Regions from separate parts of the Mus musculus genome. Here region 2 is linked to region 1. Evidence: chromatin contacts called from public HiChIP or PLAC-seq data. All regions are on one chromosome and are shown on one strand. The core of a region is the stretch at or near the end of the contact, and the rest is flanking DNA. Distances in the headings are between cores, read along the strand shown. Region 1 holds the start of Trmt61b (tRNA methyltransferase 61B). Region 2 overlaps Alk (anaplastic lymphoma kinase).

Evidence for each region. HiChIP or PLAC-seq counts read pairs in DNA pulled down with a chosen protein or histone mark.
Region 2: an H3K4me3 HiChIP or PLAC-seq map of embryonic stem cells shows a contact between it and region 1, with 6 times the contacts expected there. The contact joins the enhancer-like site here to the promoter of Trmt61b in region 1. A contact is called at or near these places in 2 of 115 datasets of contacts at active chromatin or transcription factors (bone marrow-derived macrophages and embryonic stem cells) and 1 of 9 other capture datasets (embryonic stem cells).

The regions. Positions count from the first base shown.
Region 1 is chr17:71,597,019-71,601,160 of GRCm38.p6, reverse strand. It overlaps Trmt61b (tRNA methyltransferase 61B), which reads left to right and starts at 2,400. Exons shown (of 6, transcript NR_027952.1): 1 at 2,400-3,225. It overlaps n-TCgca52 (a tRNA gene), which reads right to left and starts at 1,890; the gene lies at 1,819-1,890.
Region 2 is chr17:71,867,317-71,871,352 of GRCm38.p6, reverse strand. Alk (anaplastic lymphoma kinase) reads left to right here. Exons shown (of 29, transcript NM_007439.2): 29 at 1,222-2,365. The coding sequence ends at 1,911. Among named protein-coding and RNA genes, the nearest start is that of Gm30140, 87 kb to the right of the region's middle. Within about 2 kb of position 1,707, at least 94 of the 459 cell types and tissues checked have an H3K27ac peak or open chromatin away from gene starts, as enhancers often do. A contact at or near this core is called in embryonic stem cells, where this site is marked.

The sequences.
Region 1 (4,142 bases), core at 1,151-3,650:
GGCAGGTGGATTTCTGAGTTCAAGGCCAGCCTGGTCTACAGAGTTAGTTCCAGGTCAGCCAGGGATATACAGAGAAACCCTGTCTTGAAAAACCAAAAAAAAAAAAAAAAAAAAAAAAAAGAAAGAAAGAAAGAAAGAAAGAAAGAAATAAATTTGAAAAATTGGTGTGTGTGTGTGTGTGTGTGTGTGTGTGTGTGTTGGGGGGGAAGTGGAGGCAGTGGCAGTTCATGCCCTTAGGCTCAGCCTTTAGGAGGCAGAAGCAGTCAGATCTCTAAGTTCTAGGCCAGCCTGGTCTATAGAATGAGTTCTACGACAGCCAGGACTACACAGAGAACTCTGTCTCAAAAAAAAAAAACAAAAACAAAAACAAAAACAAAAACAAAATTGCAGAAAGGAGATATTGTCTAAAAAGTGACACTTACATAGACTGTGTCCATTTTGGGATCCTCTTCTCTGATCTCTGAGCAGAGGAACTGATACGGTAACTCAGTAGTTAAGTGACTTTGTGAGCTCTGTTCTCCCTGTCTCTGAGCATTGATCTGTTTTCATATTTTAAGCGGCATCACAAGCAAATGTACTTTGCCAGCAAGGGAAAAAGTACTATGGCTTTGTTTTGCGTCTTTCCTTTATCCGTTCCTTCAGGGCTCATGCTAGGATTTCAGGGATACAATCTGGGATAAGAGAGATCTATTCTCCGAACCCCAAAGCATAATGAAGCCTAGGAGACAGACACTGTGGCCAAACAATCCCGCCACAGTGTTAGTAATGGAAAATAGAAAGTCTCCTGAAATGGAGGCTGTGCTGGGAGATCTGCCTGTTTCTGCTTCCCTGGGATCAGAGTTGTGTATGTAAATATGCGCCATCATGCCCTGACTTAAAAGAAATAGTGGAGGGAGGGAAATGAATGCAACAAAATATGTGTGGGTATCAGAGGAAAGTCTGCTTTTCCACTGGAATCCTACCATAGATATCTAGTCATCAATCTCTTTGGCACGTACCTTTATCTGCTGAGCCATCTTGCTGTCCCCCTTTTAAACATGAGTTCTGGAAATCAAACTCAGATCCCAGTTCTTGCAAAGCAAGCACTTTTTACACACCCAGCTATCACCCCACCATTCCTTAGTCTTTAGAAAGGTGTATGGTACCATCAACAAGAGCTGCTGAACGTGGTCAACCTAGTTAGAAATCCCACCATCCCATTTCTCAGCTACCTTGTCAGGGGACTTGCTGACGTCGTTTAATCTTCTTTGTATAGTAGGTCATAAATACTGATTTCTAACTGAATTGCAAATTTTCAATATATGTGCATGGTACTGTCTGATTCTCAATAAACTTATAGGCAGGCTAATGATATTTAACTTTGAGTGCAAAAGGTAACTTCAGTTTTTTTGTTTGTTTGTTTTTGGTTTTTTGAGACAGATGTGCTGTTGTACAAATTTTATTTGTTTTTTGAGACAGGGTTTCTCTGTGTAGCCCTGGCTACCTGAAGCTCACTCTGTAGACCAGGCTGGCTTCGAATTCAGAAATTCGCCTGCCTCTGCCTCCCGAGTGCTGGGATTAAAGGCATGCGCCACCACACCCGGCTAACTTCAATTTTAGGAAGTGTTTATTGCTGGGCAGTGGTGGCGCACAGGAAAAGAAGTGTTTATTTGGGTAGGCGGGGTGGTTAAAACAGTTGTGTTGATTTTTTTTTTTTTTTTTTTCCTGTTTATTTTGTAGCTTAGCCATCGGATAGTCTCTGGCTATCCTGTAACCCACTATGTAAATTAGGTTGGTTCTGCCTCCCAAGTGCTGGAATGTGCCACCAAAATTATAGGAAGGGGGCACCTGGATTTGAACCAGGGACCTCTTGATCTGCAGTCAAATGCTCTACCACTGAGCTATACCCCCGGTGGCTACTGCCACCTTACTCTACCTTTGTGAACACTCTAGACCTCGGGCTGAGGCTGACCAGAGAGTCCCTAGCCATTCGAAATAGACCTCCCAGTTATGAGCAAGGTGTGCGGGTCAGCAAGCAGTGCGTCCTATGACGCCTGACCAACGATTTTTCTGGGCTAGATGACTTTGGACTCTTGGGGATGATGGGTGACGGTCCTGTCCACCACCACTAGTGACTTAAACCTGGTTAAGACTGTCCAGGTTCCACGTCTAGTCTTCCCGGGTCTTCCTGTCCCTGGGCGGCTAGCGGAGATTGGTGAGCAGTAAGTAAACTCTGTGCTTTTGCCACTCGCGGAAAGCCAGGATTTTAGCCCGGAGGCCAACGAGCCCTAAGCTCGGGCCACCGCATGTGCTGGACGCCAAGGCGGTGACGCACTCTGTCGGCGACGCGGGGGAGCCCACAGCCTGCACTACCCCAAAACCGGGCAAAGGGCACGGCGGTGGCTACGTCACACGTGTGCGACAGCACCTGCTCCGGACGTCAGGCTCTCTAAGGACGACGTGGTTCTTCCTTGTGAGGTTGAGGCGCCCGAGAGGCGATCAGAGCTCAGAGCCGATTCATTCCTGCTTGACTTTGGGTCGGTGCCTCGTGAGCGAGCTCATTTCCCGGGGTTGCGGGTCCTTGCCTGGGGACACGCGAGTTGGAGAGCGCGTGCACCGGTCGTTCCCTTCCCGTGCTGCCCGCGTCCGGATCGTCGGGACCCGGTTGTCTCTAGTATGTGGAAAGGCTCGGGCTGGGAACTTCGAGGGAGGAGTTACCCCCTCGAGATCCGGAGGACCAGAGCGGAGAGCAGGGCCACTGAGACCCTACAGGATATGACTCCGAGGATCGCGTGCTGGACACGAGTGGCTACCGAGCCCGGAGAGCTTCGCGCTGCCTCCTCCTGGTCCCTTTCCAGAGGACTCTTTTCAGTCGGGGATGCTTATTAAAGCTCTGGCGGGAAAGAGAGAATCACAATTAAAGAAATTAGTCCTACTCTGCAACGTCGGACACTTTAATAGTAACTGGGGAGCGATTGCGTTCAGGGAGATCGAGGACAAGTATCCTGGCCAGATCCTGACATGTTTTCCCGGTAAGAGTTCTCTGCGGAGGCCACCTTTGGAGGACTCTGTATATTGATGGAAGAGGGAACGCCGGAACCTATCCCAAAAGTATTGTCATGGGAATTAGGTGTGTGTGGGTTCCAGGAAGGGCGAGGACGGACGGCGCACTACCACAGTCCGATGAATGTTCTCATCACCGACCTTTGGAGTTTTTCAGCATGTTGGATTTTTAAACATGTTCAGGTACTGATAATTTTAGAAGGAAACAGAATTTACATTTGATATTTGCCACTCCCTTATCTAAAATGAAGATTATGCCAGTTTACTAGCAGAATGGTATGGACTCGCTAAACAGAGACGTACCTGTTTGTTCCCCACAGCTCTGAAGCGTATGGGTATTGATCTTAGGATGTTGAACTGTTTGGGGGTACATTTTGTAGTACCATTGTAATAATACCATATTTTTTTGTTTTTAATATTTGGGGAGTGGGCCCTGAATGAGAACTTGCAAACAGTGTGGAGGTCAGAGGGTAACTCTCCCAGAGTCTCTTCTGCCACCTGGGATCCTGGAATAAATTCGGGTTACCAGGCTTGCCTTCGTGTCTACTGGCTGAGCCATCTCGCAGGCCCTGTGGCAGTATTTTAATAATGATACTTAATAAGGAATGTTACTGGAAATCCATTATCGCATACATATTTGTATTAGGGTTAGGGATGTAACTTAGTAGTAGAAGGCTTGCCTAGACTGCACCAAAAGCCCTGCATTCCTTTCCTCAGGGAGCGGCACATAAATGGCTATTCACCTCAGTTAGGACACCAACAGACCATTCCATCCAAGTCCAGTTTGTTTGGTTATTGGGGTTAAAGCCAGTGTGATTATTGAGTTCAGTACTGCTGTGTAGACATGCCAAGGAGTCTGGAAAAGCCCCATCCAACCATGGATGACTCCTTCCTAAAGTCACAGCCCTGGAGTCCCAAACCCAGTAAACCTACCTCTTGTAAGCTGTGCCACCCTAAGACCATGTGAAACTGCCATGGGGAGGCGGGGAAGTTGGCTGGTTTGGGTGGGTGAGCAGGAGTTGGTGGCTAAAACACACACCCCCTGCCCCACTTCAAGGAGGGAAGGTGAATAGGCCATCCATGGGATTTTTGGGGGTCTC
Region 2 (4,036 bases), core at 458-2,957, 270 kb before region 1:
CACACAACACAGAGTCACCATCAAATACGAGGAAAGCTGCAGGCGCTTAGGGAAGGAGCAAACAACATCCTCTGTGAGCCAAACGTGGCGTCCCTCTTCCCTGCCTCCTTCCCTACAACAAAACTAAAGCCACATTATCTTTTGTCTTTGAAGATTGCAAGAGTATTTTTGGAAATAGACCACAATATTTTGAAAGTAATGTAAAAACAAAAAAACAAAAAACAAAAACAAAAACAAAAACAAAAACAAAAAAACAAAACAACAACAACAAAAAACGGGCTGGTAAGATCGCTCAATGGGTTAAGTAAGATTCTTGCTTGCCAGAATCAAATGACCTGTTTGACCCCCAGGACCCAGATAGTGGGAGGGCAGAGAACTCCATAGGTTTGTCCTCAACTTGCACACACACACACACACACACACACCAAGGCACATGCATACCTGCACACATATACATACACACTATAAATTAAATCTAGTAAAAAACTTTTACATCTGTAAAAGGTGCCCCAGGGGCTTCTGCTCTGCCCCTCCCATCCCACTGCCCCCAGGCATGGGTGCTTATCCCCCAACCCCTAAGCACTGGGACCCCTCTCCTCCTCTGGTGAGATTTCAAGAATAGTGGTGCTCACTCTGTGCTCTGATACCTAACTGTCAACTAATGTGTTAGCTTGCTTTTCTGTTGTTGTTTTCCGTTTTTGATAACCACTGTGTGCAAATACACTTTGGGGGTGGGGGGGGGGAAGGGTTTATTTCCTCGGAACACTTTGTCATCACCGGAAGCCAGGATGAGAACTCAAGGCAGGAACCTGGAGGCAGGAACTGAAGTAGAGACCATGGAGATTGCTTATTGGCTTGTTCCGTTTGTTTTTCATATAACCCTGGAGGGGTGCCCCCAGCGGACTTAGCTCTCCCACACCCATCATTAAGAAAACGCCTTCACAGACAAGGCCACAGGCCAATCCGATGGCGGCAATAACTCAGCTAAGGTGTTCTCTCTCCTTTCAGGTGTCTTTAGTTTGTGTCCAGTTGACAAAAATGGATCAACTGTTAACAGTTAGCTCCCCTCCCCCGCCCCCTTCTCTCTCCTCTCTCTCTCCTCTCTCTCTCTCTCTCTCTCTCTCTCTCTCTCTCTCTCTCTCTCTCTCTCTCTCTCTCATCTCTTCCAGACCCAACATCTCTCTGATTCCGTGTTCATCCATCCTCTCTCTGTCCCCACAGGACCCCGATGTGATCAACACAGCTCTGCCCATCGAATACGGTCCAGTAGTAGAAGAGGAGGAGAAAGTGCCCATGCGCCCCAAAGACCCCGAGGGGATGCCACCTTTGCTGGTGTCTCCCCAGCCTGCGAAGCACGAGGAGGCGTCCGCAGCTCCCCAGCCCGCAGCCCTGACGGCACCAGGCCCATCGGTGAAGAAGCCCCCGGGTGCGGGTGCGGGCGCGGGCGCGGGTGCGGGTGCCGGCCCGGTGCCCCGAGGTGCGGCCGATCGGGGCCACGTGAACATGGCTTTCTCTCAGCCCAACCCTCCCCCGGAGCTGCACAAAGGCCCGGGATCCAGAAACAAGCCGACCAGCCTGTGGAACCCCACCTACGGCTCGTGGTTCACCGAGAAGCCTGCCAAAAAGACCCATCCTCCGCCAGGCGCCGAGCCGCAGGCGCGGGCAGGAGCGGCCGAGGGTGGCTGGACCGGGCCGGGCGCGGGGCCCCGCAGAGCCGAGGCAGCGCTGCTGCTAGAGCCATCGGCGCTGAGCGCCACCATGAAGGAGGTGCCGCTGTTCAGGCTGCGCCACTTCCCCTGCGGCAATGTCAACTATGGTTACCAGCAACAGGGTCTCCCCTTGGAAGCCACAGCCGCGCCAGGGGACACCATGCTGAAAAGCAAGAATAAGGTCACCCAGCCGGGGCCCTGAGCCCTGTACTCCACTAGCTTCTCCTCCTGGCGGAGCCGGAGCCCACCCAGAGGGAGATGGACAGGATGGCTCCACCACAAACCCAAGACCAAAACTTTCATTTTTGTGCCAACTTGTTTTGAAGTGCCACATTTTAAAAAAAGGAAACTTGTGTTTTTAAGATGTGTTAGAAGGTTTTTTGAGCATGGGTTCATCTATCCTCTCAAAAGAAGAAAATGCCATTCTTTAAAAAAGAAAAAAAAGCAATCAGTGCAAGGCCCAGATTGGTTGCGCCAAGTTTTCGTGCATGGTCTGCTGTACAGTCCCCTAAGGCTTCTTTCCGATTTTTGTGTGCGCTCTGCTTCCGCGTAGTCAGAAATAGCTGCTTCCATGTCTCATAGGGGGAGTCCTAGGTGTTTCCTTTGCCTTATGAATATGAACCACTCGAGGGGCGGGCGAGGGAACAGAAATAAAGGAATTAATTTCAGTGACTCAGCATGGGGAGAGACATTCTTTACTTGGAAAAGAAGTCAGCTGACATCGCTGTGGGTGGTGGTTAGAGGCTTTTAATTGTTCTAACTCATTGCCTATTGTAAAAAAAAAAAATGTCGTGACTAGTTCGTAGTATAGTGGAAAACGTGTATATATTCATCTAAGCAAAATGCATCCATCGCAAGTGCTTTGCGTATGAAAGAAACTCCAGTAGAGATGCAGTGAGTCAAACACCCTGTTAACATACCTCATGCCTTAAGAAAAATCTTCCTACTAAAAGTAAAAAAAAAAAATTAAAAAAAATTACCGTGTGTGAGGTTTCCTACTGGATTTAAAACTCAAGATTGAAATTACTTCCACACTTTCCATTCATTCAGATCTGATCACTTTTTAAAATTCGAGTAGCGGCGATTCGTAGAAGCACAGGAAGAAGATGCCCATTCGTGGATCTGTGTATCGATACATCTGAGGCCCAAACCTTCCCCAGAGTTTCTTCCGTTCCATGATGCATTGGGCCATTGGAGGAACAGGCCTTCCAGTGGCCTAGACCTGGTCGGTCCTTCCCCAGTTCTCCCAACAACACCCCCACCCCCTTAGCCATGAGATCCTGGTTTGCTGGGAACACAAATGTGGTTTAACACTCATAGCATAATTTACATAGATCTCAAGTGCAGGTTACAGCAAAGCATTTGGCATTAAAACTTGCCTAAAGAGTTGAGGTCAGTGCTGTGTGTTCAGTGGGTCTTCTGAACCTGGTTTTTCACAGATGACATTTATTTCTATGAAATGGAATCGGGAACCCATTAAATTTTATACACATGCTTATGCAATTCTGACTTTATCTGTATGGTTTTCATTTCCCCTTTCTCTGCTCTGTATTCTCACGTCCAGTTTGTGCCTGGTGGGAGCCATGATGAAATAACTCTTTGGAGGGAAAATATTTTTTTGTTACTTCCTAGGTACAAAGCATTTCCAAGCATAGGGAGTGTGTGTGTGTGTGTGTGTGTGTGTGTGTGTGTGTGTGTGTGTGTGTCTGTGTGTCTGTCTTGTGTGTCTATGCCTTTCTCCCATCTTCTCCATTTTGTCCACTGCAGAAGTATCACTTTGAGAGTAGGAGAACCATCATGTTCTACCATGCCAATTCCAGACAACTGTTGAGTTTCCATAAGGCAGTTATCTGGCCCTCCAATTGATTCTGAACATCTAAAGATTCTGTTATACTCCAGGGACTACCTTTCCCAAAACATTTCCCATGGGATGTCCCTGAAGCTGGAAGACAGATGCACAGCTGTGAATTACAGTTCTGGGAAAACATCGGTAAAGTTTTCAGTTTGTGCAAAAAAAAAAAAAAAATAGGCACAAAACCAAAAATCCTTGTTCCAGCTCACAAACTACCCAAGGGGATTCCAGAGTCTTGCTTCGAAAAACACCATCCTGGAGGCTGATGCCAGAGGAGTAGTCTGTAACAGAGAGAACAGCTCCATGTTCTAACCGCAGCATCACTAGTCACTAACAAACTAGGCAGTGTGTGCCGTGTGGCTGAAGAGCGAGCTCTGTCATTAACAGGGGCATTTTGCCTCTTTCCGCTCAAAAAAAAAAAAAACATAAAAACAAAAAAACCCACAGATTCAGGTTGTGCCTTACTACCCCTGAT